4 separate regions of the Mus musculus genome follow, and regions 1, 3 and 4 are each linked to region 2. Evidence: chromatin contacts called from public promoter capture Hi-C data. All regions are on one chromosome and are shown on one strand. Each heading gives the region's core, a stretch centred on a gene start, on an enhancer-like site or on the middle of the called end of the contact. The rest is flanking DNA. Distances are from core to core; before and after follow the strand shown. Region 1 holds the start of Rnf8 (ring finger protein 8). Region 2 holds the start of Rpl10a (ribosomal protein L10A). Region 3 holds the start of Uqcc2 (ubiquinol-cytochrome c reductase complex assembly factor 2). Region 4 holds the start of Crebrf (CREB3 regulatory factor).

Region 1 (7,518 bases), core at 1,788-4,287, 1.3 Mb before region 2:
TGTTTGGGGACCATCTACCGTTCCTGTCCACTAACAACTGCTATCTCTGGTAGCAAGTGTAATTAATTAGCATAGGCCCTGAGGGGGTGAGACTGGGAAGAGGAGCTTACAGTTCTGAGCAACTGTAGAGAAAATATTCCATATTCCATTTGACAGGATGGGAGACAGCCTGTCTGCCATCAGAGGGGGAAAGCACCTTGTTCTGAGAGGACTTTAGAATTCAGAGAGAGGAAATGCCCTCCGTCCTTCTCGCCTTCCCTGTCCTGGCCTTCACACTGCTTCCATTTCAGCACTGCTCCCCATGGTAACTGCTCCCCTTCCAGCCTTTAGCACAGACAAGGATCTAGACACGTCCTTGCTCTTGACCACCTCCTTGCTCTTGACCACCATCTCCAGCCCTGTCCTCCTCTGCAGGGCCCTGATGCCGAGAGAACCAGGACGTACTCGGGAGCCATCCCACCTCTTCCCCTCCCCCACTCACTCAGAGTCATGGAAACCAAACACAAGAGAAGCAGGTAGGCAGGTGGCAGGTAGTAGGCAGCAGGAATCCCGTACAGCTGTTCCCTGCAGGCCTGCAAGTGGCTCACTCACCTGCAATCAACCCCTGTTCATTTGTGCTTACACCAAACTCTCCAGATTGGTTCAGGAAGCTTAAAGACAAATAATTAACTAAAGGATTCCCTTCAGTGTGATATTTAGATCCGTCCATGTTCTTAGAGGTTTCTATCTGCATAATGAAGCTTTGAGGGGAAGAACTGGGAAGGCAGGAGCCAACCTGCTTTAGCTGTTATGATTGGCTGATACCAGGCACACCTCTCAAAACCTTTTGCAAACCCACCTGGGCTATATCACCTGAGATCCACAGTCAGATCTCATCCTGGCTTTGAGTCAAACTCTTTATACACCCTGCAGGCTATGCTCCAAACGCTGCCTGCAACCTGACTTTGCAGGTCACCAGGCAGGCTTGCTTCCCTTACACACAGGCCCCCAAGGCCCTCAGTCTTCAGCTTTCTCTTGGTTTGTCTGAGTCTTGCCCCATAGATGTAATTCCACACAGATCAAAGGAACAGTACTGAGTATGTTCAATAGTGCTTTACGGTCGGTCCTCTTGCCCTCGTTACTCCAGGAGTGCCCAACTAGCCAGGAGTAATAGATTAGTCCACAGAACTGAGTCTCAGTGAACAAGTCAACACTTAAGTTTCCCTCTAGGGTTGTGAGAGACTAGTAAATGCTCAGGGATCAGATTAATGAAGATGAAAAATAGTAAGACCTCATAGGTAAAAATAAACAGCCCTCTAATGCCTAATTTAAAGCAGGACCTGCTCTAGAATATCACTAAATAAGCCACACCTTGGCCCACCCAGACGTTCTCAGGCTCCTTCACTGTGTAAATTCTCTTCCCCTGGTTCAAACCATAAATCCCTACATTCGCCTCTCAATTGAGAATATGCAGCTTATCAGAAAAACCGAACTTACCAATTCACTGAATTTATCTTATATGATGTTTCAGGGTTATTATTCTTGCAAGGAAACACCATGACCAAAAAGCAAGTTGGGGAAGAAAGGGTTTGGGTTTTTTTTTTTTTTTTCAGCTTACACTTCTGAAGTGCAGTCCCTCATCAATGGAAGTCAGGACAAAAACTCACACAGGGCAGGAACCTGGAGGCGGGAGCTGATGCAGAGGCCATGGAGGGGTGCTGCTGACTGGTTTGTTCAGCCTGCTTTCTTATAGAACACAGGTGCACCAGCCAAGGGACAACCCCACTCACAATGGGCTGGGCCCTCCCCTATCAATCACTAATTAAGAAAATGCCTTACAGCTGGATCTTATGGAGACATTTGCTCAATTAAGTTTCCCTCTTTTCAGAGGACTCTGGTTTGTGTGCCAAGTTGACAAAAGACCAGCCAGTACACATGACCAACATTCAGTACTGTACAGGCTTTCCAAAACCTCAAGGATTCTACATTGCAAGCGCATCCCTGACCCAGTTCTGCTTCCAGAGCAGACTGCAAGGATTGAAAGCCCACAACAGCACCCAGCACCTCTCCCCCACTTAGAACTGTTCCTCCCACTTTGTCTTTGTTTCTAATTTTGCGTTTGTGGAGCTGCAGATACAGCTCATTTGGTAGAGTCCTTGCCTTCCAAGTTCTGTGACCCTGCGTTCAATCCCCAGCACCGGCCTTTTAAGTCAGCTTTACATTGTGAGCAGTTTCTGGAGAGAAGGCTGACCCACTTCAGGAGTGGCCCACCCCGACGCTCCAGTTCCCCTCGGAGATGGAATGGAAGACTTTTATTTTCAGTATTACAGTTCGAGGGGTTTAGGCATGCTACCCTTAAACTCCTGATCACACTTAAAATCAACTCCAGAGAGTCCACGCCCTCCGCAGCCTTCCAGGCGTCCATCTTCAGACTCCCTAGACAGGTTCGCCACTCCTAGGAATCAGTGGGGACGCCTCTGCCTCAGTTTCTCCGTCTCTGATAGACCCTTAACTGGGACAGTGCCTGTTCTCGACCCCATCCTTCTCCTCGCTGGGAGGCCCGCGTCCGTTACAGCGGCTCCGGCACGGGTCCCGCTCCCGCGCAGCCGCCCTCCAGCTCGGGCCTCAAGCCGCGGACTCGCCTGGCCTCGCGGCCCGGTCCCTCCGGGCCCTGAGGTGGCCGGAGCCCGCTGCCTCGGCGCCTCCCCGCCGACCGGTGTGCGCGGCCTTCCCCCGCTCCCGCAGCTCGCCAGGCCTCTCGCCCTCACCTCAGTCCCAGCCTCCAGCTGCAGCCACTCGCAGTCCATCCCCAGCCGCCGCAAGCACCAGCTCCGGCGGGCCGCGAGCTGCCCCGAGACCAAGGGGTCGGGCTCGCCCATGGCCCGACCGGCACTGGGGCAGCGTTCAGCAACCAGCCAACCTCTAGCCTGAGCTCCGGCCGCCTCCGAGGTTCCTCTCGCGCAACTTAATCTACACACAAGACAGAAGCAATCGCCCGGGGATCGACCGCGTTGAGAGCGCGGGCCCGCCCCAGGCCTGGGAAGGCGGGCAGTGCGCGTGCGCAGCGGGAGGCGGGCGGGAAGTGCGCAGGTGTGAGCCTGAAGAAGGACGAGCGTAACGTCTGCTGCGGACAAAATCCTAAACTAAAGCATAGATTTTAGGACTTGGAGGATGGCTCAACGAGTAAAGCTACTTGCTGGCAAGCGTGGAGACGATGCTCAGGCTTCACCTATATGGTGGCTGGGGAAAACTGACTTTTCAAATTGGCCTCTGACTTCCAAATGCGCACCCTAGCGGGTGGGTGTGGGTGTGCGCGCGCGCCTGTGTGCGCGCAGAGTAATAAACACTTAAAAGTTATAGATTAAAAATTATAGTAAACAACAGAAACACTCTCTTTCCTTGGGTTCGTGAGTATAATAATGACTTTCCCAATACCTTCTTTCCTCTCTGCGCTCTCCAAAGCCAGTACCCCAGATCCAGCAGCAATGAACCTGAACCTTTATTTGTATCCCACCCCTTTTTCCTTTGGCAGAGTGTGGTGGAGGATGAGGAGTTCAAGGGCATCTACCGCTATGCAGTGAGTTAGAGGCCAGCCTGGGATATGAGACCGTGTCTACAAAACAAACAAAAATTGCTTTATAACACGGTGATGACGGCCATAACCATTTTATTGAGAACTATAGCCTACTTTGGGTTGGGAGTAGGAGATTCTGAACATTGAACACACAGCCAAGGATGTACTCTGTAGCTAAATTATACCTCCACCCCATTATAACCCACTTTTGAGTGATTTAGAAAAGTCTGATCATTTTAAGGTTGATTCAGTCTATTCCTATTTAGCATCTATTTGTTTTTCATGACCTCATTTTGTTTCTGAATCTTTAAAAATTATACCAGGCAAATCTGTAGAGATGGATCGCATTACCTGGGGCTCATACAGGGTACAGAAGGAATGGAAATGGGCTTGAAGGGGCTAGGGAGATGAAACTCTCCCTTCTCTCTCCACGCTGAAGTTTGGGTGTTTAAGATATGTGTGTATGGGCTGGAGAGATGGCTCAGCGGTTAAGAGCACGGACTGCTCTTCTGAAGATCCTGAGTTCAAATCCCAGCAACCACATGGTGGCTCACAACCACCCGAAAGGAGATCATGAGATCTGGTGCCCTCTTCTGGTGTGTCTGAAAACAGCAACAGTGTACTTACATATAATAAATAAATCTTAAAAAAAATAAAAAAAAGATATATGTGTACATGTTTTGCCTGCATGTATGTCTCTGAGCCAAGTGCATGCCCAATGGCTGCAGAAACCAGAAGAGGTTGTTGGATCCCCTGGAACTGGAGTTTATTATTTTTATGGATTGTTTTGGTTCGGTTTATTTTTATGTATGTGTCTTGCCAACATGTATGTATGTACCACGCGTGTGCCTAGTGCCTGTGATGTCCAGAAGAGGATATCAGATCCCCTGGAGCTGAGGTAACAGATAGTGAGCCATCATGTGGGTGCTGGGCACCAAAGCCATGTCCTCTGGATGAGCAGCTCATCTTGATGTGCCATTTCTCGTACCTGATGTTGTTTTTTGTTGTTGTTGTTGTTTCGAGACAGAGTTTCTCTGTATAGCCCTGGCTGTCCTGGAACTCACTTTGTAGACCAGGCTGGCCTCGAACTCAGAAATCTGTCTGCCTCTGCCTCCCAAGTGCTGGGATTTAAAGGCATGCACCACCACTACTCGGCTGTTTTTTGTTTTGTTTTGTTTTTTTGATTTATTTATTATTATGTGTAAGAACACTGTTGCTGTCTTCAGATGCGCCAGAAGAGGGCATCAAATCTCATTTAAGGATGGTTGTGAGCCACCATGTGGTTGCTGGGATTTGAACTCAGGACCTTCTGAAGAACAGTCAGTGCTCTTAACTGCTGGGCCATCTCTCCAGCCCCTTGGTTTTTTGTTTGTTTGTTTTGTCTTGTTTTTTAAAGAAACCAAATCTACAAAATTGTTACTACAGAGAGCAATGTTAATGACAGCACTCACTTATGGAGCTCTTGGGAGGCTAAATTCCTTGGTAAATACTGATCACTGTTGGCTACCATTGGAGGACACTGTAGTCTCAGCTTTTGCAGTAGCCACCCCTAACCCTATGCTGTATCTTCACTTTTATTTATTATTTTTTTTATTATTATTATTATTAGTGGTTGTGGTGCTGAGGATGAACCCGGAGCTTTGTGCATTCTAGCCAGGACTTAGGCACTGAGCCACACCCCCAAGGCCTCACCTGTGACATTCTACCCTCAGTTATCCAAGAGACATATAAAAATAAGGTTTTTCCTCTCTTTAAGCTGGTAATATTATAAAGAGATTCCTTCAGCTTTAGACTTTTACCTATAAGCCACATCCAAGCAAGTCATGTCTTTGAAAAACCTAAACCAAACAGTTTCCCTTTGTGAGTCCGGGTGGGTCGCTGGGCTGCAGCTTAGCTAATGATGTGAATCGGGTTTCCCTGCATGGGGTTCGGGGGAGGTGAGATGGAGGCTTTTTTCATTACATCTTGAAAGACTGAGCTGGGTAAAAAAGGAGTCTTGACGTGCGTGTCTGAGTCCTGCCTTCTCTGTTCCCTCCTCTGTGCTCACGAGTCAGCTGTATAAGGGAAGCCTGCATTTACCTATCCTAGAGCTAGGGTGAGGGAGGATACAGGCAGACACCTGAGGTTTGTGGATACTGGAGTGTGACTTCAGAGTGAGGTCCTCCTCCCTCCCCCAGGATGAGCCAACCTATGTGTGTCTGGTGGGAGCAGGGAGCTAGAACTGAGGGCTCTACATTCTAGTTGGATCTACTTTATCTGACTCCTTTATTTTACACTCCTCTGTACCCCACCCCCAAATATGAGATTCAAACTGAAATGTAAGAAATGCAATCTGAAGGTTCCCTTCAAAGCTGCCCCTGCCAGCCTAGGGCCAGCTACCATCGAATAGGAAACACTAGACCCCTGCTAACGCCTGCTACTGTAGCTATTCCACTATCTAAACTCTGCTAAGCTCTACACTCCCAGTCCACCCAAACTGGAAGCGTGGAGTGGAAAATTACTAACAGCCAAACTCGCCCTTGGGGTCATGTTTCCGACAAGCTTGAAAATGAACAGGAGACGGGACACAGAGTGGAACCCACTCACGATTACAAATGTAAGTGATGGAAAGCCAGGCCCCAGATAGCACAAAGGAGGGAGTGACTGTCAGTTATGAGGAAAGGGAGGGAGGGGCTCTGCACAGTCTGTGAGCTGCTCGCTCTCAGCATTCCACCAGTGCACCTTTTACTGTGATGACACCCTGCAAAGTCACCAACTAGACTAACTGCTCTGTCTATGCTCGGTGCTCTGTCTATACTCAGTGTTCCTACTCTGGGGTGAGGATCCATGCTTCTGGCAAAGGGAAGGAAGGAAGGAAGCCTTTGGTTTCAAAAGGGAACGGTTTTATTTACTGACTGACTTACAGACCAAGATCATCAGAGTCTCACGTGACTCAGGCTTGCCTTCAATTTCCATATGTAGCTGGGGATAGCCTTGAACCTCTGACCCTCCAGTCTCCTCCTCTAAGTGCTAGGATTACAGAGGTGCACCGCCACCTCTGGTTTATACAGTGTTGGGGATCAACAACCTACTCTTCACACATGGTAGGAAGGCATTCTACTAACTGAGCCTTGGGAAGAAAATGTCTTAGAAAACCAGAGGGGTGTGTGTGTGTGTGTTCTCGGGGCTGGGTGTAGAATCTGCTTCAGACACCTTTTGTACTAAATGCTGTCATAAGTACACTGTAGCTGACTTCAGATGCACCAGAAGAGGGCATCAGATTAGGGGTGGTTGTGAGCCACCATGTGGTTGCTGGGATTTGAACTCAGGACCTCTGGAAGAGCAGTCTGTGCTCTTAACTGCTGAGCCATCTCTCCAGCCCCTAAATGCTGTTTAATGTCAACAAAGCTGTCTAATATGTTTGACTCCTTGCATCGTGCTCAGAAGTGCTTATAATAAGCCATCAAGTATCTTCCATCCTGGTCGTATCTGTAATTGCTGTAATTGATAATTAGGGTGGCTATTTTAGAACAAACTCAGGTCAGTGTATAATTACCCTACTCCTTTTCTGCCTGCACCGGCCCAAACATCCATCAGCTTGTCCAGGATAAGCTTCAAGTTCAAATATTTATTGCACGTCAGATTTTACTAAGGTGGGGGGCAGTGGGACCTCAAAGTCAATGATGACAGCCTTGTTTGCCTCTCCATCAGTGTGAGCTTTTGGGCTGTTTATTTTGCAGGTGATACAGCTATCAATGTCAGTGTCAAATGTAGGCAGGAGGTGATTTATAGCTGGACTAGATCACTGCGAGTTGACTATCCGGAGACTACAGAAGTCACTTTGGGTGTAGCTCAAGGTGTACATGCAAAACCTTAGGTTTGCTCCCTGGTACTGGGGGGGGGGTACGGGACAGAGATGAGGAAAGAAGGAGAAAATAGAGGAGAGGGGAAGAGGAGAGGAAGGGAGAGGGGAGGGAGGGAGGAGG
Region 2 (7,748 bases), core at 4,108-6,607:
TTCTGCCTTCATGGAGGTGCAACGGGACCCTGACACGGTAATGTGGGGATGGTGGGGAGTCTGGCCCAAGATCCAGCATCCAGCTCAGCGTCTTAGCAGTGGGGGTCCTCCGGCCTGCAGGCTGACCCCGATTCGGCCCTCCCCACAGTACAGCAAACACCTGTTTGTACACATCGGCCAGACAAACCCTGCCTTCTCAGACCCACCCCTGGAGGCAGTGGATGTACGACAGATCTACGACAAGTTCCCCGAGAAGAAGGGGGGGCTGAAGGAACTCTACGAGAAGGGGCCCCCGAACGCTTTCTTCCTTGTCAAGTTCTGGGTGAGGCCTCTTCTAACCCCAGATGGGCAGCGTGCCCAGCTCCCTGCCTGCTTGCCCCCACTAGTGGGCCCCTGGGTGGGACCTGCAGGCCCCTGGGTAGGTGGGATGGAGGCGTGGCGGTGGGGGAAGCACGTGACCACCAGTCCTCTGCAACACTCGGTACCCTCCCCCAGGCTGACCTCAACAGCACAATCCAGGAAGGCCCTGGGGCCTTCTACGGGGTCAGCTCGCAGTACAGCTCAGCCGACAGCATGACCATCAGCGTCTCCACCAAGGTCTGCTCCTTCGGCAAGCAGGTGGTAGAGAAGGTGGAGGTGAGTGGAGGCCTGGGGAGTGAGTGTCGGGCACAGTCAGGTCAATGACACGACACGCAGTCACCCTCCTTCTCGCCCCACTCTGCAGACCGAGTACGCCCGCCTGGAGAACGGCCGCTTCGTGTACCGCATCCACCGCTCACCCATGTGCGAGTACATGATCAATTTCATCCACAAACTGAAGCATCTGCCCGAGAAGTACATGATGAACAGTGTGCTGGAGAACTTCACCATCCTGCAGGTGCGGCGAGGGCGAGACTGTCCCGTGGCTCGGGAGAACTGGGCTAGCCTGGAGGAGTACAGTCCACCCAGCTGCCCGCCCTTACTGAGTCCTATTCCCTTCCTCTCTGCCCCATAGGTGGTCACAAGTCGGGACTCGCAGGAGACCCTGCTGGTCATTGCTTTTGTCTTTGAAGTCTCCACCAGCGAGCATGGGGCGCAGCACCACGTCTACAAGCTTGTCAAAGACTAGCCAGCCCTCGACCTCCACAGGATGCAAGGCGGACATCCTCCACACACCTGCCTGCCTGGTCTTCCCGTGTGGGTTGGGGGACCTAGCCCAGCCCCCCTGGGTTTCAGGCTGGGACCCAGGCTGCCTCCCTGGCTCCAGCACACATGCTCCCTGCCACTGTTCTGCGCTTTACTGGAGAGAAGAGGGCTCCACGGTGGGGTGGCTTGCTTGGGCACTGAGCCACAGATGACCAGGCTCCACCTGGCCTCAAGTGACACCAGAATTGTACCATGGAGGACACCTTGGGGCTTAGTGTGTGGTTGCTGGCCCCTAGGGGAATGAATGTGCTGGGCAGGTGAGGGTTGCATTGAGACTGGGGAAAGGCAGCTTGCAAGGAGGCCCTGGTACAAGGTGTCAGGTTGGGGAGGTTGAGAAGGGCCCACACTTCTTTGTACCTTCTGGGTACCAGTCTGTTCCCAGGTCCCTTACCCAGCAAGTTTGGGTCTCCCATATCAGACAATGTGCCAAGATGGAGGCCCACAGAAGTGGACGGAGGGAGCTGGGGCTGGTTCAGCTACCTCCCTAGCAGAGCTGCCTATGGGGCGGGGAAGGGGCTCTGCTGGGCTGAAGCCTAGACAGGGCTCTATTTCCTGTTCCCCCCAGCATACCAGCCACTAGCGCCCCCCCCCCCCCCCGCCCTCTTCTGTGTCCTGAAGACAGGTGGCAGGGAACAGGAGGCTGCCTCTGCCTTCTCCACATCCAGGTCCCAAGGTCACCTGGGTATTTATGAGTTTCAAATGAAGTACTGTGCCCCCAATCCAGCCCGAGCTTCCGGAAGGTTTTCGCCATTGCTCAGGCCACCTCCAAACCCCACGTAGGTTTTATAACATGTATTATATATATATATTTTTGTGTATTTTTAAAATCCAGCTGTGATGGGCTACATCATAAATGGCTCAAGGCAGGGGCCACTCAAGGCCTGGCTCCTGCTTTAAAGAAAAAAATTAAAAAGCTGTTTCTGGGTCAAGACAGTTGTGCCATATGCAACCTTGTACCCTACCTAGTCAAAAACAGGTGTTGACACATGACTGCCACCCCTCATCACTGGCACGCACCTGTGGCCAGAGCTCACCTTAGTGCTTCAAGAAACAGCTACAGTGGCTTAAGTAGCAAACTTTGGGAGTCCTGGGGTTAGCTGCAGCCAGGTGACCAGGCTGGGTGGTCATGCAAGTCTTTAGATAAGAGACCTCTGTCACCCACAAAGCCTGGGGTAGTTTCAGTACTCAGAGAGCTATCTTCACAAGGTGATTCAAATGGACACCTTACACATTCACTGGTTGACCTGCCTTCACATCTGCTGGTTTGTTTCCCTCAGCCCTGTCCCCACCTGGCTTTGAGGGGCCTGCCCAAGATGGGTGTTACCTGGAAGCTGCAGCAGACAGGAACTCTTATGCCCAGGGCTTAAAGCCATTACTGAGCAGACTATGGGTGTTCCCCTAAGGCCTGACAACAGCTACAGCCCCAAACAAAACCACGGGGGAATTAGCTTGGGAACTTCACCTAGAAAAGCCGGACTCTCTACCCACGAGGGGGTTAGAGGTACCTCTCCCACCACCTGAGAAGCATTGTAGACCCCTACAGACCCCCTCTCCCAGCTTTGGGATAGTGGCCTCACATGCCCTGCCCCCAATCACAGGCACACCAAGGCTGAGTGGCAGCAGTGAGGTTTATTGGAGCATCCTAATACAGACGCTGGGGCTTGCCCATGGTGCTCTTGATGTACAGAGCCCGCACGTTTTGCCAGTTTTTCTTAAGCAAGGACACCAAGAAATTGACAGCCAGATGAATGTTGTAGACTAGCTCATCATCGGTCATCTTCACGTGGCCAACAGCGACGGCCAAACACAGCACCTGCATGGACAGAAAAGGTCACCAGGCTAAGCTAGCATGTACCCTTTCCCCCAGTGAAAAGGCTTAACCCAGGGCTAAGGCACCCAGACCTAGCTCTTTCTGGTTTCCCCACCACACACCGCCCAGACTGACCTTCTTCATCTGGAACTTGATTGTCGATTTCACCTCATCCACTTTGGCCACCATGTTTTCATTGTGTGTCAGCAGGGAGGGGAACTTGCCAGCCTTGTTTAGGCCTGGGCCCAGGATACGTGGGATCTGCTTAATCAGAGACTCAGAGGCCAAAAAGGCATCGTACTTCTTAGCTAGAAGACACAGACACTCAGGATTGAGCCAAAAAAAAAAAAAAAAACCAAAAAAACCAAAAAAACCAACCAAACAAACAAAAACCACCAAAAAAAAAAAAAAACAAAACAAAACATTTTAAACAACCAACCCATCCTTTACAACGAGAAGGCCAAGTTGCCTCCTCAGACCCATGACTGCTGAGTAGCTCCACCCTCAAGTCCTCACAGAGGTCTTAGACCAGGATGTCCCACAATCCCTGGTGTGCTGCATAGAACTGAGGGGCTGTGATGGCCCCCACCCCTTGGATTCACTGTAAGCCTGCATTTAAATTGCCTCAAACTATGGACTGGAGAGATGGCTCAGCAGTTAAGAGTGCTGCCTTCCAGAGGTCCTGAGTTCAATTTCCAGCAGCCACATGGTGGCTCACAGCCACCTGTAATGGGATCTGAGGCTCTCATCAGCCTGCTCATATACATAAAATAAAATCTTAAGAAAAAAGCTGTCTCATTATCTGTCAAAGGTGGACCAAGGCCAGCTATCTGAGAAGCCTCAAGCAGGCCTGGGAACCATAATGTCACCTGAGAACACAGCTCAGTGACAGGGCACAGTCCTGAGCACTTCTAGAGGATAACCTTAGACCCCAGGCTGGCAACATCAGTAAGACTCAGTATTACTCCAAATCTTAAGACAGATGGAGAAACCTTCTATCTATAAAAGCAGGCATGACAACTGCCTAGCTCACAGTGGATAACTATTCCCAAAATGTATGCGGAGACAGGGGCTACCATGGAGGCTAACACGTGGGAGACACTTGTGACCCCTCCCTCGATAGGTTGTTAACTGAAAAGACTTGAAACCCAAACCAATAGCTGGCTATGAGTCAACTGCACACACTGGCGAGAGGGGAGTATCAGACCAGCCTGTGGGGCATTTTCTAACTGGTTGTGAAGCCCAATGTGTGCTGCCACTCCTGGGCAGGGGGTCATGGGTTGTGTTCAGCCCTAGTGAGCCCCACCTACCCAGCTTCTTGACCAACTTCTTGTTTTTGTTAAGCTTCTTGAGCGCCTCGATGTCCATGTGGGGGATATCCACGGCCTTGGCTTCATCACAGTGCTGCTGGTCCCCCAGAACGCACACCGAGAACTTGGGGCGTGGGGTGGACTTGAGCCTGCGTTTGGGAGGGGAGAAAACAGAACAGGTCATGGTCGGCGCTGGCCATCCCGCTAGATCTGAACGCATGGCAGGGAGCGGCAAGCCTTACCCGGAGCTCTGGGCAACACTAGCCTGGCTTCTCAGGCTAGGCGGCGGGCTCGGCCGAGGCCTCCCCACGCCTCCCCTCTTGTTTTAAGACCCAGGGTGGGGGTCCGTCCAGCCTGCCTGCCTGCAGCAGGGCTCCTGAACTACCCTGGCACGTCAGTGTCCCCGTGCCCGCCTAGGGCGCGGCCAGGCCACACGGGAACACTGAGGGCTGGGTGGGGTTAGAGCGGTGCCAACCTGACGGTGCCCGAGAAACGTTTGTCCTTCTGAGGGTCGTAGTTCTTCAGGCTGATCTGCAGCTCCACCGTCTCCAGAAACCTGAGCGAGAGGGGAGCTGTGAGCCAGGGTCGCCATGGCCGGGGATGCTCGCCCTGCCCCGGGAGGGAGGCCCGCGCTCACTTGCGGCGCTTGCGCTGGTTCCCGTGCAGGACTTCCCGCACCGCCTCGTACAGGGTGTCGCGTGAGACTTTGCTGCTGTTGGGGAGAAGCGAAGGCGTTCGGGGCCGGCCATGCTGCACCCCGGGCCCGATGACAGGCCCACGGCACGCTGGGGAAAGGCTCGCGACGCGGGGCAGTCGCCGGGAGAGCCTCCGAGACGGGCCGCGGGGCGTCCGCGGGCGTGTGGGTGCACGGATGGCGGCGGATAGCGCCACGATAACAACTTACCTCATGGCTGCGGCTGCCGCGGAAACCGGAAAGAAGGCAGAGCGCTTTGCGCATGCGCTCAAATAGAGCCCGCGTTCTCGCGAGAGTTGCCCGTTACGGGCACGTTCCGCGCTCAGCCAAGCCGGAGAGGCGCTGCAGTTTGCGGCCGCTGGGGGGGCGCCACCACGCGGCTGCACCGTGAGAACCGCTCTAGGAGCAGCAGGCAGTCCTGCATTGGGACAAGGGCTGAAGCCGGGCCCTGGGATTGGATTTCTCCCTGCTTTCTATCTTCTGCCTGCCCCATGACTTCCAGTCCCCGGCAGAACCGGTCTCCGTCATCGCCTAATTTGGTGATGAGCCCCGCAGAGCCACTGGGCAGCCGCCCCCTCTAGCCGTGCATTGTGCAATGGTCCGGCCACCGCATGTGGGCAGAGGCATGGATGACAGGAATAGCTTGAGGAAATGACCCTTGCTGAGATCTGCAGAACGGGAAAGCGCCTTGTGACTAGATTAGGATCAGATGTGCCTGGCTTAAGCCTAAGCCTCCACCTGGGAGGAGGCGCCCACCAGTCTATCCTGGCCATCTGTATAAACCGCCCCTGATTCAGCCTCCGGGCAAGGTGGACTTTGGACAAATGCCCCTGTCCTGTCTCAATTAGTTGGCATTTCAAACAAAGTCGTTCTTGTTACTTGACCCCGGTCTTCGCAGTTAATAGAGAGGCGCCGGGTCAAGGAGCGTTTGCAGGGAGCCTCCAGATCTGGAGTGACTCATTTGGAGGCATGTCACCCTCTCTGGGAACAAATCACAGATGTAGCCAGCACCCACCATTTCCAGGGAGCAGACCTACGAATAGCTCATCTCGCCTGAGCACACACACAGCAAACAGCAGGCAGGATGAAGCAGGTTCCCACAGGGTCAGAGCAGAGCAGGCAGGTTGAAGCTGCAAGTGCCATCCACACTCTAAAGGCCATCAACATGGTGAGCGGCTGACGTCTGTCTCTTAGACATTGTTCCCCTTGCTTCTGTAGTCAGATTCAGCTTGTTCTCAAAAGCCAGACCTTCTCACTGGACTGACCTCCTTGCCTCCCTGGAACAGGGACTCAGAAGCACCCAGAAACCTCAGTTCCCCACCCACTGCAGGGCTAAGGTAGGAGGATGCTGTCATGAACTTTCTCAGGCTAATTCAGTCACATCAGTTTGGCAAATTTTTGTTTCTTGGCATAGCCCCGACTCTCTTGGAATTCGCTCTGTAAACCAGGCTGGCCTTGAAATTAGAGATCTGCCTGCCTCGATCTCCTGAGTTCCAGGATTAAAGGTGTGTGCCACCGTGCCCAGCTGTGTGCTAAATATTTTTTGAGTGAGGTGCTGTGGAAATACAGATGTCACACAGGTCTGCAGCAGGCACCCTGTGTCTTTTCAGCCCATGGTGGGTTAGACATCCCTCAGATCCCAGTCCAAACCTTTGCTGCAGCTGAAGACAGAGTTCAGAGTTCTAGCAGGCCTAAGACTCCGGCTCAGCATGAAAACAAAAGTTATGGGTCCCAAGCCCACCCTTGCCCTCAGTGTAGTCCTTGACACTCATCAGGCAGCTCTGACAGACCTGCTGTGATGGGAGGGGTGGGGGCAGGTGAGGGAGTAAAGGGGGTTCTGGGAAAGTAGCCTAAGAATACAAGTGCTTGTTTGGAAGTTCTTTGTATCTGACATGCATATGTTTGTACACATTTGTGCTGTGCATGCTTGAGCACTCTGGGTTGCAAACATGCCAACACACACACACACACACACACACACACACACACACACACACACACGGGTCAGAGGTCAACCTCAGGTGCCAGTCCCTGCCTTCCATTTTGTCTCCGGCTAAGCTGGCCCTGTAGCTTTGGGGGACTCTCCTGCCCCCACCTCCAGCCATCTCAGCCACACCCACAAACTTATTTGAGACAGGGTCTCTCTCACATAGCTTAGGCTGGCCTTGAACTCCTGTGCGGTTGAAGATGACCTTGAATTCCTGATTCTCCTGGCTCTGCCTGAGGGCTGGGATGACAGGGCTGAGCCACCAAGCCTGGATGGACTGTCTTCTTTTTATTAAAACTGTTACAAAATTACTCAGTTCAGAAACAAACAAAACAGAGGAGGTCACAACATATACCTGAGCACAAAAGGCTCACACTGAAAGGCCAGCTTTTCTGCCCACCTCCCACTCATCCTCCACAGCCCCTGTATCCTGATGTTGTCAGGAGTGGTACCCAAGGCCTCCTCTCTGCTCCTTGTGGAGTCAATATGGCCCCTGCAGAGCCTGGGGTGTTGGGCAGAGGCAGCTGACTCCTGAGATGGCTGTGTGTTCTGAGACAAGCAGTCAGGGCGGTGTGTCCTTGTGTATGGTCAGTGGGTCACATGTCTCAGCGCTGCTTGCAGGGCCTTCTTCAGGAAGGTGGCGTTGGGCTCTAGGGCCACAGCCAGGTCCAGGCTCTGCTGCTCTGTGATCTGGGGAGGAGGAGTCAGGTCAGGACTGCAGCAGCCCGTCTCACGTCTCCTCAACACGCTATGGGGAGAGAG
Region 3 (7,813 bases), core at 830-3,329, 1.2 Mb after region 2:
TATACAGAGAGACCCTGTCTCAACCTCCTCCCTTACCACCACCACCAAACCAAACCACATTTAATTCCCTGGCATTCACATGGCCGCTCACAACCACCTATAACTCTCTAAGGGATCTGATGCACCAGGCACACACGTTATACCAGCAGCCAAAACACCTAGACTGATAAATAAGAACAGATTAATAAAGTCAAAATGAAATGGAAGAAAAGAAAGGATGGTTCTCTATACTGCCTAGCCACACATCCCGTGCTAGTGTGTGATCTCTGATGTTCTCCTGGCAAAATTACCAGAGAGCTCTCTTCTCATTTTCCCCACCCCACGGTGGGGAAAGAAGCAGAGCTTGGCTGTGTCAGGCAGCACTGTGGAATACAGAGAAAGAAATATTACCCAGCTGTAGAGGGAAATGGGGGAGGAAGATCAGGGGTGGCTCAGTAGCAATAGGAGGCAGGTCTTGGGCGGAGGTGGGAAGGAGGCGGAGGGAGGGGTTTAATCTGAGCAGATCAGTGGGTGGTTTAAACAGGGAACACTCTCCACAGTTCCCGAGGTAAGGAAAGGGAACCTTGGCTGGAGTGCCATGCCAAGGTGAGGCGCTTGGTAGGCATGCCCCTAGAAAATTTCCCTGATCACCCCATTATGTTCCAAGCCCCAACACAGCCTCACCTTAGCTGTGTTAGCCATGAAGCTGGGTGGCTTTCCTGAGGTTCATTTACTCCCTACTTCCAGGCATTGAGGGCCCCGGGTGGGCTGGAAGCCACAAGGGCCCACCCAGGTATGGCTTTAAAGAGCACTCGCCTGGCCACAGCCAACTTGGGAGTCAGGGGTGGCGAGACCCCTTGCCCTGTCTTGGGCTGTAGGGGGAGTAACTTGATGGCAGCAAATGGTTCTCCCTTCCACCTGAGGTACAAGTGTGGTAAGAGGTTGAGAAAGGTGCCAGGGTGCCAGGGAAAGTTCGTGCCCACTGCCTCCTTCTGTGGTCTCCCTTCCTCTACCGGCTACACTGCAAGGGCTGGCCAGACAGACAGTCCCGTGAGCTGCCCCACCCCCACCCCAGGAATTGCTCCCTAGGTTGTGAATGTTGAGAGACATTAGGGTCTGACAGACCTAGTTTGGAATGTGGCTTTGTTCATTCATTCATTCATTGAGCACTAATTTACAGAGTGAGTTCCAGGACACCTGGGGCTGCACAGAGAAACCTTCTTTCTCAAAAGAAAAATCACACACACACACACACACACACACACACACATATGATACCCATGTGATATATATATTATGTTAAATTTTGCCATAATAAAAACACTCATTCTTAGAGCTAGAGAAATTAGTTATTAAGAGCATTTATTGCTCTTACAGAGAATCAGGTTCGGTCCCCAGAACTGACACATGTACATGGTGCAGGTAAACACTCATACATATTAGAATAAAGAAAACACACTATAAAAAAATTGTTTTAAAGATTTCCAGGCTGCAACAATGTTTTTGGTTCTTCATAAGAAACCGCTCCATGTGGTGAGCAATGTGACCGGGAGGCTGGAGATGTAGCTAAAGAACTCTATCAGAGGTCCATGTGGTAGAGATAAGTACAGGGTGATGAGTGTGAGTGGGGCAGCTGTGTGTGTGTGTGTGTGTGTGTGTGTGTGTGTGTGTGTGTGTGTGTGTGTGTGTACACGACGGACGGTGTGTGTGTGTGTGTGTGTGTATGTGTACACGACGGACGTTAAGATCAAACACATATCCATCCAATAACAACCTGTATTTACATGCAAATGTTTCGTTTATGCAAAACAGCAGAGGTCTCGGGGGAAGCTTTTTCAGTCTCGAGCTTGTGAAGTCATTGAAAACGAAGAGCAAAGCTTTCCCCAGGGTACACCGCGTTAGCTTTGCCCCTGGGAGCTGGGCGAGTACCAGAACCAAGAAGCTGAAGAGCTCAGACCTCGCTCTCAAAGGTGAGCAGCGCCGCTGCCTGGAGGGGTGTGGGCCGTTGGTAGAACTGCGCATGTCCACGGGGAAGGCCAGTGCGCCTTAGTGCGCACGCGCCCTCTGCGGTCTTGACTACTCCCCCCCAGGGGCGGGGCAAGCGGGGCCCAAGATGGCCGCTCTCCGCTACCGGCGTTTCCTTAAGCTCTGTGAGGAATGGCCAGTGGACGAGACCAAACGGGGCCGGGACTTGGGCGCTTACCTGCGGCAGCGGGTAGCGCAGGCCTTCCGGGAGGGAGAGAACACCCAGGTGACCGGAGGGGAGGAGGGTGGGCACGTCGAAGCGATGGGCGGCAAGGGTGGGGGATCTGCGCATGCGTCGGCCGCTGCCAGGCTGCACGTGCGCGAGGTACCCATCTTGCAGTTAGCTGCGGAGTGCGACGCCTTCTGCGCAGTTTCCTTCCTTGTCTGCACAGTGTAGTAGTCAGTGAAGCGGCCCTGAGGTCCAGATGCCACTAAAGAGTCAAATTGTAAGGCGGGGTTGTTTCTTCCTTACCATCGTTAATGTGTCTGCGAGCCCAGCCTATCCCCAGACACCTCCAGCTAAGCCTCACTGCCTTCCGTCACTGTGAAACTGAGTCTCCCACACAGGTCCCTTGTGTGAGTAGTAGACCTTCTCGCCCCACTCAGGTTTAGGTTACCTTACCAAGCACGGCCATGTGCATGCATAGAACTAGGTTAGTTTCCAGGGAAATCGCAGTGAATTAGATGAGGTCTTTCTCCTTTTGCCTTTGGATTCTTATTCAGGACACGAGGAACAAATAGACTCATAAGACAGTTCCAATGAGTACTCTGATCGTGGTAAATGTAACATTAGTCGGGTTCCTGAGGCTTGCCTGAGGAAGTTACACATAGGTCGGTCTCGAGGCAGGGAGACAGTGAACACTGACTGCACTTCGGGAAGGGTGGCCAGGCACTTCAGAGGAAACCAAACTGACATATTACAGAAAAGAAAGCAAGCCTACGGGTAGTGAGTGGCATGTCTACAGCTAAGATTTGAAGCTGAAGGAAGGCAGGAGCCAGGCACAATACAGATTTTTTTTTTTTTTTTTTTACCAACAGATATGTCTCTGTACCCTGTTAATGCAGTGCCCACTGGGGCCAGAGGAGGGCATTGGATCCCCTGGAACTGAAGTTAGAAGTGGTTGTGAGCCACCATGTGGGTACTAGGAATCAAACCTAGGTTCTTTTTAACTGCCCAGCCACCTGCACTAGGGGTCAGATCTTACCAGGAAGCAAGGGAGAAGCCACCGGGGACATTTAGTCAGGGGACTGACGTGCCCTGATTTTCAAAGGTTCCTCTGGTGCTCTGGCATTGGGGAACAAGGAGCTGCAGAGAGCCTGCCGTGGTAGCACCGGAAGAGAGAGATGCCGGTGGTGGTTTGGATAATGGTAGTGGCACAGGAGACAGAAGTAACAGAAAGCAGACCATAATGTGCGGGTCACATCAGCAGCGCGGGTGTCCTGGATGTGGGGTGAAGGAGAGGAACCAAGGACAGCTCCCAGATTTCCCCTTTTCTTTTTTTGGCTTGAGCAGCTGGTTGCTGAAACGGGAAAGACTTAGATGGAGCAGGTGGGGTGTGGGAAGTGCATCGCACATTTGACGTTGGAGGCTTTAAACTCCCAAGTGGAATGTCAAGTAGGCAGGAGGTTATTTGAGCACAGGGCTTAGGTAAGAGGTCAGAGGTGAGGAGTGTGATGCCCAGCACAGGTAGGTGGCCAGATGGATGACCCGTGAGATGGACCACGACCTGCCAAAGCAGGAACCAGCTAAACCAGCCTGCCTCAGGAGTGAGACGCTCCATCAGTGGCCACCTCATGCCTGCACTGCTGATTGTCACATGGATGGCAGGTCAGGCCCAGGGTCCCCACGTTGCGCTGGAGGTCTTCACTGACCCATACCTTACGGATCACAAGGCAAACCCTGTGGGCTTTCTAGGGCTGTGCTCCCTAATTTCCAGTATGAGCTTCCTGCGAACAGAGATGAAGCCCCCACTCTGACTCTCACACCCTGTCTAATGTGGTTCTTGGTACACAAGAGCGTCTCCAGATGTAGAGGAAGTTTCTGGGGCAGTGGTGAGGTGAGAGGGCAGACTGTGCCCTGTGTGGACACCCGCTCCTCACTCACAGTCCTTGGTCCGAAGCGTCTGTGTATGTGCAGTCCCAGGCCCTGCTGACAGAGGCAGGCAGTCCTCGGGCTGGAGTAGCTTAGAGTTGGGCAGCCAGGGGCTAGATGCCAGAGGCGGAGAGACTGGTGCTCACCAATTTGATTGTTAGGGTAAGACAGCCAGCGGGGAGGGGAGAGCTTTTTCTTTGAGAGTTGTCATCCTTTGTCACCACCTAGGGACGCAGTTTCTGATCAGTCGAGGCCCACACAGACTTGAGTCATAGCTGCACCAGAGGTTCTGCAGCGGCTGATGGATGTGTTCGGGGTGGAGTGAGCCAGGGCGTCATGGTGGCAGCGGGCACATTACTCAGGACCTCTGTCGTAGCTCATCCTGATGTCACCTGAAATTGAGCCTGCTTGGGCTTAGTAAATCTTGGTGATAATTTTTGGAAGGAGTAGTCCTTGGCTGGGATGGAGAACAGAGTGAGTCACTCCCTCCACCACCCCCGCATCACTTAGGAAAGACCTTGAGAAGGGAAGGTAGCTCTGAGAGACGCTTCATTAAACCCACAGTCTCGGGATGAGACCAGGGGGTGGCTGATGGCTGTGACCCCCACCTTTCTGCCACTTGTCCAGAAAGTGGAACTGGAGGGGGTGGAGGCTGCTGTGCTGAGCGGCCTTGCTGAGACCTGCATCCTCCTGGCCTCTTGGCTTCCTGTGGCCCAACATCCACCGTACAGTATCCATGTACAAGAGTGTAGAACACTTGGCCCATCTCATCTGATTTTAGCCTTTGGGCCCCCAGGTGAAGAAGCTATCACTGTCCTGATTTTTACAGATATTGAAATTAAATCAGAAAAGTAAAACCTTTGGCTCGGGTTCCTTGACAGTAAGAGACAGTAGACAGCCCAGCCTCTGTGCTGAGGTCTCAGCAGGTGCCCTGTCATCCGGTTCTCTTGAGAGACCTCCTGTTAAGTTTCTTCTGTAAGCATCAAGTCCTCCCTCCCTTGATTCAGACCTTTAGGATCACAGCAGTTGGGGCAAGGAATTAAATACTTGAGGCCCACTTCCTTTTCTGTGCCAGCCACCACCTCCCCAGTGCGACCAGAAGCTAGGTGGCCCTCAGTGGGACACCAGTGCAGAAAGGCCAGGCTTGCTGGGAGGCCAGTTAATAATTCAGACTACAGACCAGAGCACAGAACCCTCTGCCTCCATGTGAGCCAGAGGTTGGCCTCTGGGGCAACTCTCGGCCCACCCTAACCCCAGCAGGAGGGGGTAGCAGTGGGGAGCCGGAACACAGGGAACACCCCTACCACCTCGTGCTTCTTGTTGCCTTTTGAAGTTCATGGCCGTGGGTCTGCTCTATTCTGAATACAGCTTTCTTAAGGGTTCTCACTCCCTGCTGCACCTCCAGCTTCAGTGTGGGGGCAGGGCAAACAGCTGTGCTTATTGACTTAACTGCAGGCAAAGAGCAGATCCCACTAATGAGTTGTCAGGTGCGGGCTGGCTGGCTGAAAGCTCTGCTCTGCCAGCCCAGTCAGCTCCCACCATGGCCCGGTTTGGAAATACTACTGCCTTGGGTGAAGGCTGCCTGTCCAGCCGTGCAGGCGGTGGCCGGTGTGTCTTACAGAGGGTTAGGTGATGGTCCAAGGAGGTTTCTAGCAAGGAACAGTGCCGGCATCTCATAAGGGATCCGAGGTGTGAGTGTAGTCGTCCAGGTGAGGCCTGGGCTCAGCACCTCAGTGGGGCTGCCTGGCAAGTGGCAGCCACAGAGAAGGCATCTCATTGTGACTCAGACTTTGGGGACATGGTCTAAGGACAGCATGTACTCTCTGTATGCTGCAGGCACTACAAAACTGGGGGTGAGGAGAACGGTGTCTAGGATGGGCTGAGTGCCATTGTCGTTCTTACCCTCGCTTTGGAGTGTGTGTGTATAAAAGTGTAGTGCAGCTTGCTCCTCTCAGGCAAATGGCTGCATCCAGTAGTAGTCCCCACTTCGTCAACTCCAGGCCTTCAGTGCCTGCCAACCTTGGTGTCCAGGCCTCCCAGCCTGCCTCAGTACCCTGCTCTGCCCTGTCGGTGTGATTCTCCACCCTCACACCCACACCTGTCCTGTTGAGCTCTGCAATGTTGCCATGCCCTGACTGCCACTCAGCTCCACACAGCTCGAAGCCAGGTTGGTTTTCAGTGTGCTCGTTTCTTGTCCCATCCTTGACTGCTGGCTGCTCCTTTATGTCCCTCACAGTCTGGTTCTCTAGCAGTGCACCTTCCATAGTAGGGGCTGAAGAAATAGACACCTAGTTTCATTGACAGGAAAGCACTCCAGGTCAGCATGGTTCCTGTCGGAAGTTCGTTACGGAGTCCTGGAACCCTGAGCCTCCTGGACCGGATCCAGCCCCGCCTTCATTAGCAGAGCAGTCTGCAGCGCCTCCCCAGTGTGCTCAGGCTTCCCTCGTGCCGCCGGAATAGGGTCCCCAGTACAAATTGCTGTCACCACCAAAAATTCAATTTTGAGAATCGAAATCAGCGCCTGTGGCACCGATGTAGATTTGTATGTATAAAAGTTTAATATGGTAAAGAGAAATTTACTGACGGCTGAGCAGAGAAACACGGAGGGAATGAGATGGAGCTGTGAAGGGCGCTCGTCTCCGAGCCTCCATTTCATTCACGTGTGGGGAACCGCGTTGAATTTTTCATAACGCCCATGTGCAGCTCTTTGTCCCAAAATGTCTTTAATCTCATTAGGTGCAAATGCAAGTCCAGGTAATGTGAAGCTTTGCATGTAGGAATCTTTGCTAAAACCCATAGATTTCATGAGAAATGCTGGTGTCCCAGCTTCCAGAGTATTTGTGCTAGTCTGTGAATGGAGGTAAGGTGTAGGTAGGTACAGGACAAGGCTGGAGTCTCACTGGGAGCAGTCAAGTAGCAAACAAGACTGGAGTTAGATACAACAGGGATCCTGAAATGGGGCTTGTTGCTTGCTGTCTCTCCCTAGGCAGTAAGAATTTACTAGAAATTGGCATGTTGCAAGCTCCCTTTACCTTTGCTGGGCTGCTTTCCAGCCTTTTGTAGACACTTGACCTAGTAGAAAATTAGATGACAGGTAATTTTGCATTGTGTTATCTAGACTCCGAGGCTGACCTTGAACTCGCCACCCTCCTGCTTCCTGAGTTCTGAGATGATAGACCTGTGCCACCATCACTGCCTACAAAGCTCCATGAGCACCGGGGACAGAGAACACCTGTCCTCCGTGCTCATCCTGTGGGGTGGCCTCTGCAGGGGCTCAGGTCTGATTGCTGTGCAGGCTGCCCCTGCTTCGCACTAGGGTGGCAGCCTGATGGTGGGAGGCGGGGTGCAGGTATGAGAATAGCCTTTGGCAGAGCCCCCTGCCTGACCATGGGATGCTTAGTGGCTGCCCAGAGATGTCTAGGTCAGGTCCAGTTCTCACTGCATTGCCTCCGACCCCAGTAGCAGTCCTAGCTGAGTGGCACTAGCCACTCATGCACACTGCTTGGACCTTCCTGGCTGTGTTCCAGCTGGTGTCTGCTGGGATGTTTCTCCAGTCTTCCCTGGCTCCCCTGCACAGGCTACAGCACACCACACACCCAGTGTGCTGTGTTGGTCTGAGCAGTGCTCTCTTACCTGTTTGTATTGAAACGCAGGCCCCAGCACTGTGCTTCATCGCAGCACATGCGGGCTCTGGTACCTCATGGTCCTGGCCAGGAG
Region 4 (7,852 bases), core at 1,733-4,232, 1.6 Mb after region 2:
AATTTTAGCCAAAAATAATCTCTAGTGTATTATATTTGCCATTCTTTTTTTTTAAGATTTGTTTATTTATTTATTACATGTAAGTACACTGTAGCTGTCCTCAGACACTCCAGAAGAGGGAGTCAGATCTCGTTATGGATGGTTGTGAGCCACTCCTGACCTTCTGAAGAGCAGTCGGGTGCTCTTACCCACTGAGCCATCTCACCAGCCCTTATATTTGCCATTCTTAAAAAATTACTAGCCAGGCGGTGGTGGCGCACGCCTTTAATTCCAGCACTCGGGAGGCAGAGGCAGGCAGATTTCTGAGTTCGAGGCCAGCCTGGTCTACAGAGTGAGTTCCAGGACAGCCAGGGCTATAAAGAGAAACCCTGTCTCAAAAAACCAAACCAAAACAAAACAAAAAGAAATTACTTCATGGGGCTGGAGAGATGGCTCAGCGGTTAAGAGCACTGACTGCTCTTCAGAAGGTCCTAAGTTCAATTCCCAGCAACCACATGGCTGCTCACCATCCATAATGAGATCTGATGCCCTCTTCTGGCGTGTCTGAAGACAGCTACAGTGTACTCATATAAAAAACAAAACAAAAAAATCTTGAAAAAAATTAGTACATAAGCAATGAAAACCAACTTTGACTAAGTGTTCTGGGTATCATGAAAACCTTTGCTTGGTTCTAACTTCAGACCTACCTTTTATAACTGATTGTAGTAATAGGACAGATTTGGACTTAGCAATACAACATTAAGTGATAGGTAATATTTTATTTACTATAAAAATTATATATAGCCGGGGGGGGGGTGGCCCACACCTTTCACCCTAGCACTTGAGAAGGCAGAGGGAAATGGATCTTTTTGAGTTCCAGGTCAGCCTGGTCTACGGGTTAAGTTCCAGGACAGCTAGAGCTATGTAGAGAAATGCTGCCTGAGAAACAAACAAAAAATAAAAATAAAAATTATATCTAATTAAAAAAATATATATCAAATAACCCGGGATTATATTTTTACCAAGTTTTAACAAAACTGAGGGTCAGTCACATAAAACCAATAAAAGTTGATGAAAATTTATTTACTATTTGTTAATATTCTTCAGCTGAACTCTTGAAGAGCTGCCTAGGGTGATATATCTATGATGTATTCCTACTCCTAAGTACTTCACCAAAGATGTATCAATAGCCTACTACCTTTGACAACATGAGGTCACAGGTTATAAACTCATCTTAAAAGCTTTAAAAAGCATTTAACAAGGCTAATATGGTGCCAAAACAATTCCAATTTTGTATCCACATTTCCCCATTTGGAGTATCTCTCAGCTTTTTTAAACTAGGCAACACTGAAAAATATTTTAAAGTAGAATTAAAGTGACAATCATTTTACCATAGGTCACAAAATTTACAAAAAATTCCTATTTCTGCTTTTGAAAAAATAAGTCAGACCTTCATTCTTTTTCTCATTTGCTGATACTGGATAGACAAAAGTCTAAAGACTCATCAGACCTAAATACTTTTCTCAAGGCTGTTTTCTCATTAAGTATGTTAGCTTCCAATTTATGTGAGCAAGGGAGGCAAATTAAGACTTGAAACACAAGGGCCTGATCTTTGGAAGATATCCACGTTTTTTTTTTTGTTTTTGTTTTTGTTTTTTTTGGGGGGGGGGTGGATAGAAACGCCGCTCACTCAATTTTGTCTGCTTTTCCAGTCCCAATTTTCTCTTTGCAATACCCAGAAAAGCAGAAGTTCCTCTGAATGCCTGCCTCTACACGGGAGACCTGGTACAGAAACACACCCCTAACTACAGAAATACCTCCTTAAGGTAGTCTTAAGATTCAGGCCTGCTCAGAAGTAGCAAAACGGTTTGTTTTCTTGGGTTAAAGGTGGGCGATTAAAGGGTTTGGTGGCAGGATCTACCAAGCAGCGGAGAGCCGACCAAGAAGGAGACGCCAGAGACCAAGCTTCATCTAGACCCAGGAACCGCCCCCTGGGAGGCTAGACTGCCCTCGCTACTTCCCTGGCCGCCTCCACTCGGGAGCGGCTGAGCCGGGTCAGGCTCCTCCGGGCATCTTCCGGGTCCCTCCGGGACTCTAGCCCACACCCAGCCCGCCCGGCCCGCGCCCCGCTCGGCTCGGCTCCTCGCCCTTTGCCCCGTCTCCGCCCCGCTCAGTGACAACCCCCGTCCCCAGGCCCGTCCCCTCCCATCTAATATGGCCGCCCTGTCGGACCAACCCCCAGCACAGCCTAACTTACTGGGGGGGAGGGGGGGCGCGGCACCGCCTCCCTGCGCCCATTGGCGCCACGGACCCCGTCTGCCTCCTCCATTGGACAGCACCGGCCGCCACTCGACAGCGAGGGCTCCGCCTCCGGGCTTTTCAAGCTGCTTAGAGAGGACATATAAACAAATCCCGAGAGGGAGGCCCCAGTCCCGCAGCCTCCGGGGAGGGGCCGGGGGGAACAGCAGCCCCACGACGCCCCTGCCCAGAGTTCTCCCGGTCCGCTCCTCCGTCCGGAGCCTTCTGAACACTAGCTGTGCCGGTCTCCCTCACACGCCCCTCTCCTCTCCTCTCCTCCCTCCCGGCCCCTCCCACCCGCTCGCCGCTCTGACAGGCCGGCTGCCGGCAGTCGCGATCCCTGGTTCCCGGGAGCGCAAAGGGCACGGCCCTAACGGGGTCGCCCGCCGGCGCGCGCCCGCCCTTTATATAACCGTCGGCCGCGGGGGCAGCCCGATTCGGCTCGCATCGGCGACCCCGTTCCGCGCGCCCTCGGCCCGGCGGCCCCCGCCCCGCTCTCCCGGAGCCGGGCACCCGCGCCTCTCACCCGCGGTTCTCTGCCGCTGCATCCCGCCCGCCCGTGCGACCGCTCGGCATTCACCTGAGGCTGAAGGCGGTTCAGGCACTGGATCCGGCCGCGCTTACGCGGCCGCGGGCCGTCTCCATGCTGCCTCGGTTTGTTTTGTTTATGTCCTTCCTGACGGGTTCCCGGAAATCGCGTGACTCGCCCCCCTCACGTGGGCCGCGGCGAGGAGGAGGAGGGAGGCGGGGGCCCGCCGCCCCAGGCCAATCGCGAGGCGCCCTGAAGTCTGGCCAATCAGAGGCTCGGCCGGGCTAGCGCCCGTCACGTGACACCAGAGGGGCGGGTTGCTGGGGAAAACCAGGAAGAGAGGGCGGAGCGGGGGCTAGTAGGCTGCTGCTGAGCGTGGGCGTGGGCCGCTGGGGATAGCGAGCAGTAAGCTCGCGTTCGTGCGTGATGTTCTTTTCAGAGGCTTCCATATTCAGTCTGTAGCCTCAGAACTAAGATGAAGGCCAAGGAGTCCAAATGCCCACTTTACAGTTTAACTGAACCACGGGGGATTACAGGAATATTAATTAGTAGGGGGCTGCATCGACATTCTGTTTAGTAAATGACGTTCCTGTTCCCCGATTGAATTGGCCTTCAGTTGTTTGTTCATTCATCAACTCATATTTATTGAGTCTGGATCCCCAGACCCTGAGTCGGCTGCATACATCTTTGGGATAGGACCTGTATTCAGCTGTAGAAACTGCTACTAGATGCTTTATGGACAAGACTGTCTAACCTGTGATAATGTGATGATTTACGCCTCTTAATCCTGTTGATATTTTATCGGATGTGTAGTTTGTGGTAGGTTCATTATCCCAAATAGTTCTCCGAACAGACACATACGATAAGAGAACTATTTAAAAAAAATACAAAAACAAACCTCAGGAGAATTATTGTTCAAGGAAACAACCTACCTAATTATAGCAGCCTGTGTTTCCAGAAATCTCTTTAGACTCTGGACCCTCCTGTCTTAGTCTTCTGGGTGCAGGGTTACTGGTCTGCACCCGCACACACATATGGACACAGAAAAACATACTTTCTTAAGCATAGGAAAAGAAGACTAAAGGACAGAGAAACCTCATCAGATTCCCTTCAAATAACAGTTTTCCCTTGGGAGTACTCGGGGTTTCAAAGCAGGCGAGGATGTAGGAAGGGGGTATTGTGATTGACCCCTGTGATCTCAGCACTGGAGATAAGGAAGCAGGAAGATTGAAGTGTGTTCTTAGCTACACTGAATTGCATGCCCGGATAAGACCAAGTCTCAAAGTAACCTTCCGCTCCCCGCCAAATTAAGACTCCCCCTCCCCCATGCACAAAGACTCAGGCAAGTGGTAGATCAGTGGTTCTCAACCTTCCTAAAGTTCCTTATGTTGTGGTGACCCCAACCATAAAATTATTTTCATTGCTACTTCAAAACAATAATTCGGCTACTGTTATAAATCGTAATATAATGTGTTTTCTGATAGGCTTAGACTACCCCTGTGAAAGGGTCATTGGACCTCCAAAGGGGTCACAATCCACAGGTTGAGAACCATTGTGGTAGCGTCTCACTATCACCATCATGGTCTGGGATGAGAGGTGATGACATACACCTGTGACTTCAGCACTGGGGAGCCTGAGGCAGGTGTGTCTCTGTTCAGGGTGAGTGTGAACTACATTGTAATTTGCTCCCTGGTTCAAAAGCAAGCAACCATGGATTTGGGGATAAAAAGTCTGCCTAGATCATAATCCTGACAAAGGTGGGGTGGGACTAGCAATGTCTCTTGTCCTATGTTCTCCATGCCAAGCACATTAAATAGCCAGTCACTATGTTACAGGCTTAATAGTAACCTGGATTGGAATCCTTGCTTTACCACATGTGAACCAGGAAGCTAAATTTCTACCTTTGTAAAAATGGGATTGGTGTAAGAACTGGGTGAAATAATTTACATAGGGTTGGTAAGATGGCTTAGTGGGTACAGCACTTATCACACAAATGTGAGGACCTGAATTTGAATCTCCAAAACCTATGTGAAAGCCGGACGTGTATCAGGAACATCTGTAATCGCAGCACTCCTTCATGGAGATGGGAGTTTGAGACAAGAGAACCCCAGAAACTCACAGGCCAGCCAGCCTGGCACACAGTGATGATGAGACCCTATCTAAAACGGTGTGGACAATGGAACATGTGTACATGCCTACATTCATACACAGGAGTTAAATTTAAGCAAACACACGCACACAATCTGTATACATGCTGCATATATAATATAAAAAGAAAACGATTGTTTTAAAAATAAGTCATATAAAGCACTTACCAGAGTGCCTGGCGTACAGTAAGCACACAATGAACAGTGGCAGCATTAGACAATTCCACGGACATCAATCGGAAGACCAGTTGTAGACTGAATAGCAAGTAATGATTCTAGGCAACTAGCAATTTAACAGTCCCTAGACCAAGCTAACCTCAAACTCGTGACAGTCTTCCTGACTTTGCCTCCTGAGCACATGTTTACAAGCATGACCACCATGCTGGGCTAAAACAAACTTTTTGGACTTCAGATTAATAGGTAACTGTAGCTCCATAGGAAGAAAATAAAATAGTAAACCTCTCCCTCAGAGTGCCAACCACACGTAAGACCCTGATACCCAACCACATGGGAACTAAAAGGATTATAATTACCTCGTTACGTCTGACCATAGCTCCTTCTAATTTTCCCCATTAGGTGGAATTGAAAATTGAAAAAAAGTCCAATAGAAAACTTGGCTTGAGAAGTTGAAGTCAGGCTCTCTGGGCCTGTTTCTGTGGGGCTCACACTTTAAAGCACCAGGAGTTTGACCCACACTTATTTACTTTCTCAGAGTTCCATACGTGGAAGCTTTCCCACAGAAGGCTAGCCCTTCTGCTATCATACTACCGTTTAGACAGGCCTTTGTACATCGACCAGGCAACACGTTCACATCCTATCACAGGGCTCTGCTATTAGTGGCATATGCTGGTCAGTTACACTGTTGTCCAGTCTTTATGTTGTCTGTTATCTAGGAAGGGACGGAGCTTGGGCAGGGCAGACTTTCCATCAAGGTCTGTGCCTGACTGTATCCTGCTCTGAATGGAGTCAAACCACAGGCTCCTAATTGATCGGTGGTTGGGGGGGGGGGGGTAGATGTAGCCAGATTCTACCACAAAGTTGGCATAAAGATTCTGGGACAGTGTTGGCTTGAGGGTTAGAAGGTTTTTATCCTAGCCACAAAGTGGTGACCAGCTAGCCCGCCACTTCCAAAAGTGTGTAACAATGTTCCTTAGAAAAAATTATGTCATAGAACAGGCTGAATCAGAAAATAGAGAGTTTTCCACAAAGGTGAGACAACGGCACAAACACAGTAAGAGATACATTGGATGCCACTAAATTCTTCAAAGTAATTTAGTTTTCAATAGGCAGCATCATATATGGTGTAATATTCAAAAGCTCAGAAAGAACCAGGCACAGTGGTTCATGCCTCTGTCCCAGCAGGTCAGTCTGCACTACATAGTGAGTATGGTCCTTGCCTCAAAAACTAAAAGTACAAAAATGTATTTGATAAGTGTTAAGTTGCTCGGGCTCCGCCGAGGCTTCACAGGTATTCTCTGTATACGTGGACATTTCTCTCACTTTAAACCTTAGAGTGCAGGAGGCTGAAGCAGGTAAGCAGCTTGACTCCAGGGCTTTAGAGCCAGCCTGGGTATTCCTTTCTCAAAAGCAGAAAGATTCCGGGAATGGTGACACACACCCTTAATCTCAGTATTCAGGAGGCAGAGGCAGTCAGATCTATATGAGTTCCAGGCCAGCCTGGTCTACACAATGAGTACCAGGCTAGCCAGAAATACCCAGTGAGATACTGTCTCAAGAACGAACAAACAAACAAACAGACAGACAGACAGACAAACAAGCTTTGTCCTAATTTGAGCTATGAGATGCAAGGCAACCAGGGTTTCAAATTGTTCTCCATCATTCTGATCCTGTGTGCTCTGAGAATTAAAGCTGTGCCCGGCCATGCAAAGTAGTGCTGGCAACTGAAAATTCAGATGACATGAAAAACAGGGAAAATTTTTTTTAAACAGCTGTCAAAAGCCTAGCACTTTCTTACTATTTCTGCTTGTTTGGAGGCGGGGCCTTACATGGCTAAGGCAGTCCTTGAACTCCTGATCCTCTAGCCCCTGAATCCCAAGCACTGTATTACAGATGAGCACCAACACACCCAGCCCTACTTTGCCTTATGACCTGAAGATTGTATTGTGTGTGAATCCTCAGTAGCAGACTGGGTTCTGCTTGCTGACTCCTGACGCATCTTTTTAAGTGTCAACCTTTTGGGACTAAGTGTTTCTTTCTGGACAACCTCGACTGTGGAATATGGTCGACGTCACAGCTTCAAAAGTGGGACTAATTAACTCAAACCTGGAAGATCTCCAGGAAAAGCTGTGTTGCTCTGATACTTGGCACTGACTTTTTCCTGATAAGATGACAGTATTGCTGAGTAGTCTAAAAGAGATTCATTGACACTGGTAATTGGATCGCATCCCTCACTCATTCTTCTGACAAGTATTCTTTGGGGGAGAACTTGTCCCTTCTGTGATCTCTCAATGGGACGGTGTCCTTATTTGATAGCCCTGAGTGTCAGTTTCTCATTTCTCCCTGACAGTACCAACTTCAGCCCAAAATACCCCATTATTTATCTATCCTGATCCACAACCTACCCCACACTCAGCTGCAGGCCTGCCGTGGCATAGGGCAGACTTGGGGATCTGATGAACCAATGAAGAGCCAAACCCTACCCCATCTTCCAAGGTGCACAAGACCCCCTTCTCCTCCGTGCAATCTGCTTAAACCCTCACTCCTCTCCTCTTCCCCCTTCTCCATCTAAGCACAGCATATAATTCTTGTATTATTCATGCCATATATGCTGGGGTTATTTTTTCAGTGTGCCAAGTGGGCATACACTCTAGCAACTGAGTTAAACATCCAAGCCTATCTTTATTGACAACTCAGGGAAAGGAGAGAAATGGACATTTGT

What was found. Promoter capture Hi-C pulls out the DNA fragments that hold promoters and counts their contacts.
Region 1: a contact with region 2 is called in a promoter capture Hi-C map of neutrophils, with 5 times the contacts expected there. The contact joins the promoter of Rnf8 here to the promoter of Rpl10a in region 2. A contact is called at or near these places in 1 of 39 promoter capture datasets (neutrophils) and 1 of 9 other capture datasets (liver).
Region 3: a promoter capture Hi-C map of pre-B cells shows a contact between it and region 2, with 2.9 times the contacts expected there. The contact joins the promoter of Uqcc2 here to the promoter of Rpl10a in region 2. A contact is called at or near these places in 2 of 39 promoter capture datasets (cranial neural crest and pre-B cells).
Region 4: a promoter capture Hi-C map of pre-B cells shows a contact between it and region 2, with 4 times the contacts expected there. The contact joins the promoter of Crebrf here to the promoter of Rpl10a in region 2. A contact is called at or near these places in 1 of 39 promoter capture datasets (pre-B cells) and 1 of 9 other capture datasets (liver).

The regions. Positions count from the first base shown.
Region 1 is chr17:29,610,308-29,617,825 of GRCm38.p6, reverse strand. Rnf8 (ring finger protein 8) reads right to left here and starts at 3,037. Exons shown (of 8, transcript NM_021419.2): 1 at 2,748-3,037. The coding sequence starts at 2,858. It overlaps Gm28043 (predicted gene, 28043), which reads right to left and starts at 3,037. Exons shown (of 28, transcript NR_132314.1): 1 at 2,748-3,037.
Region 2 is chr17:28,326,080-28,333,827 of GRCm38.p6, reverse strand. It overlaps Rpl10a (ribosomal protein L10A), which reads right to left and starts at 5,357. Exons shown (of 6, transcript NM_011287.2): 1 at 5,210-5,357; 2 at 4,943-5,017; 3 at 4,781-4,861; 4 at 4,306-4,454; 5 at 3,131-3,303; 6 at 2,795-2,998. The coding sequence starts at 5,214. The coding sequence ends at 2,828. It overlaps Fance (Fanconi anemia, complementation group E), which reads right to left. Exons shown (of 10, transcript NM_001163819.1): 10 at 7,254-7,676. The coding sequence ends at 7,575. It overlaps Tead3 (TEA domain family member 3), which reads left to right. Exons shown (of 13, transcript NM_011566.4): 9 at 1-37; 10 at 149-322; 11 at 496-636; 12 at 725-877; 13 at 995-2,157. The coding sequence ends at 1,108.
Region 3 is chr17:27,128,157-27,135,969 of GRCm38.p6, reverse strand. Uqcc2 (ubiquinol-cytochrome c reductase complex assembly factor 2) reads left to right here and starts at 2,079. Exons shown (of 4, transcript NM_026063.2): 1 at 2,079-2,230. The coding sequence starts at 2,093.
Region 4 is chr17:26,710,780-26,718,631 of GRCm38.p6, reverse strand. Crebrf (CREB3 regulatory factor) reads right to left here and starts at 2,982. Exons shown (of 9, transcript NM_029870.2): 1 at 2,858-2,982.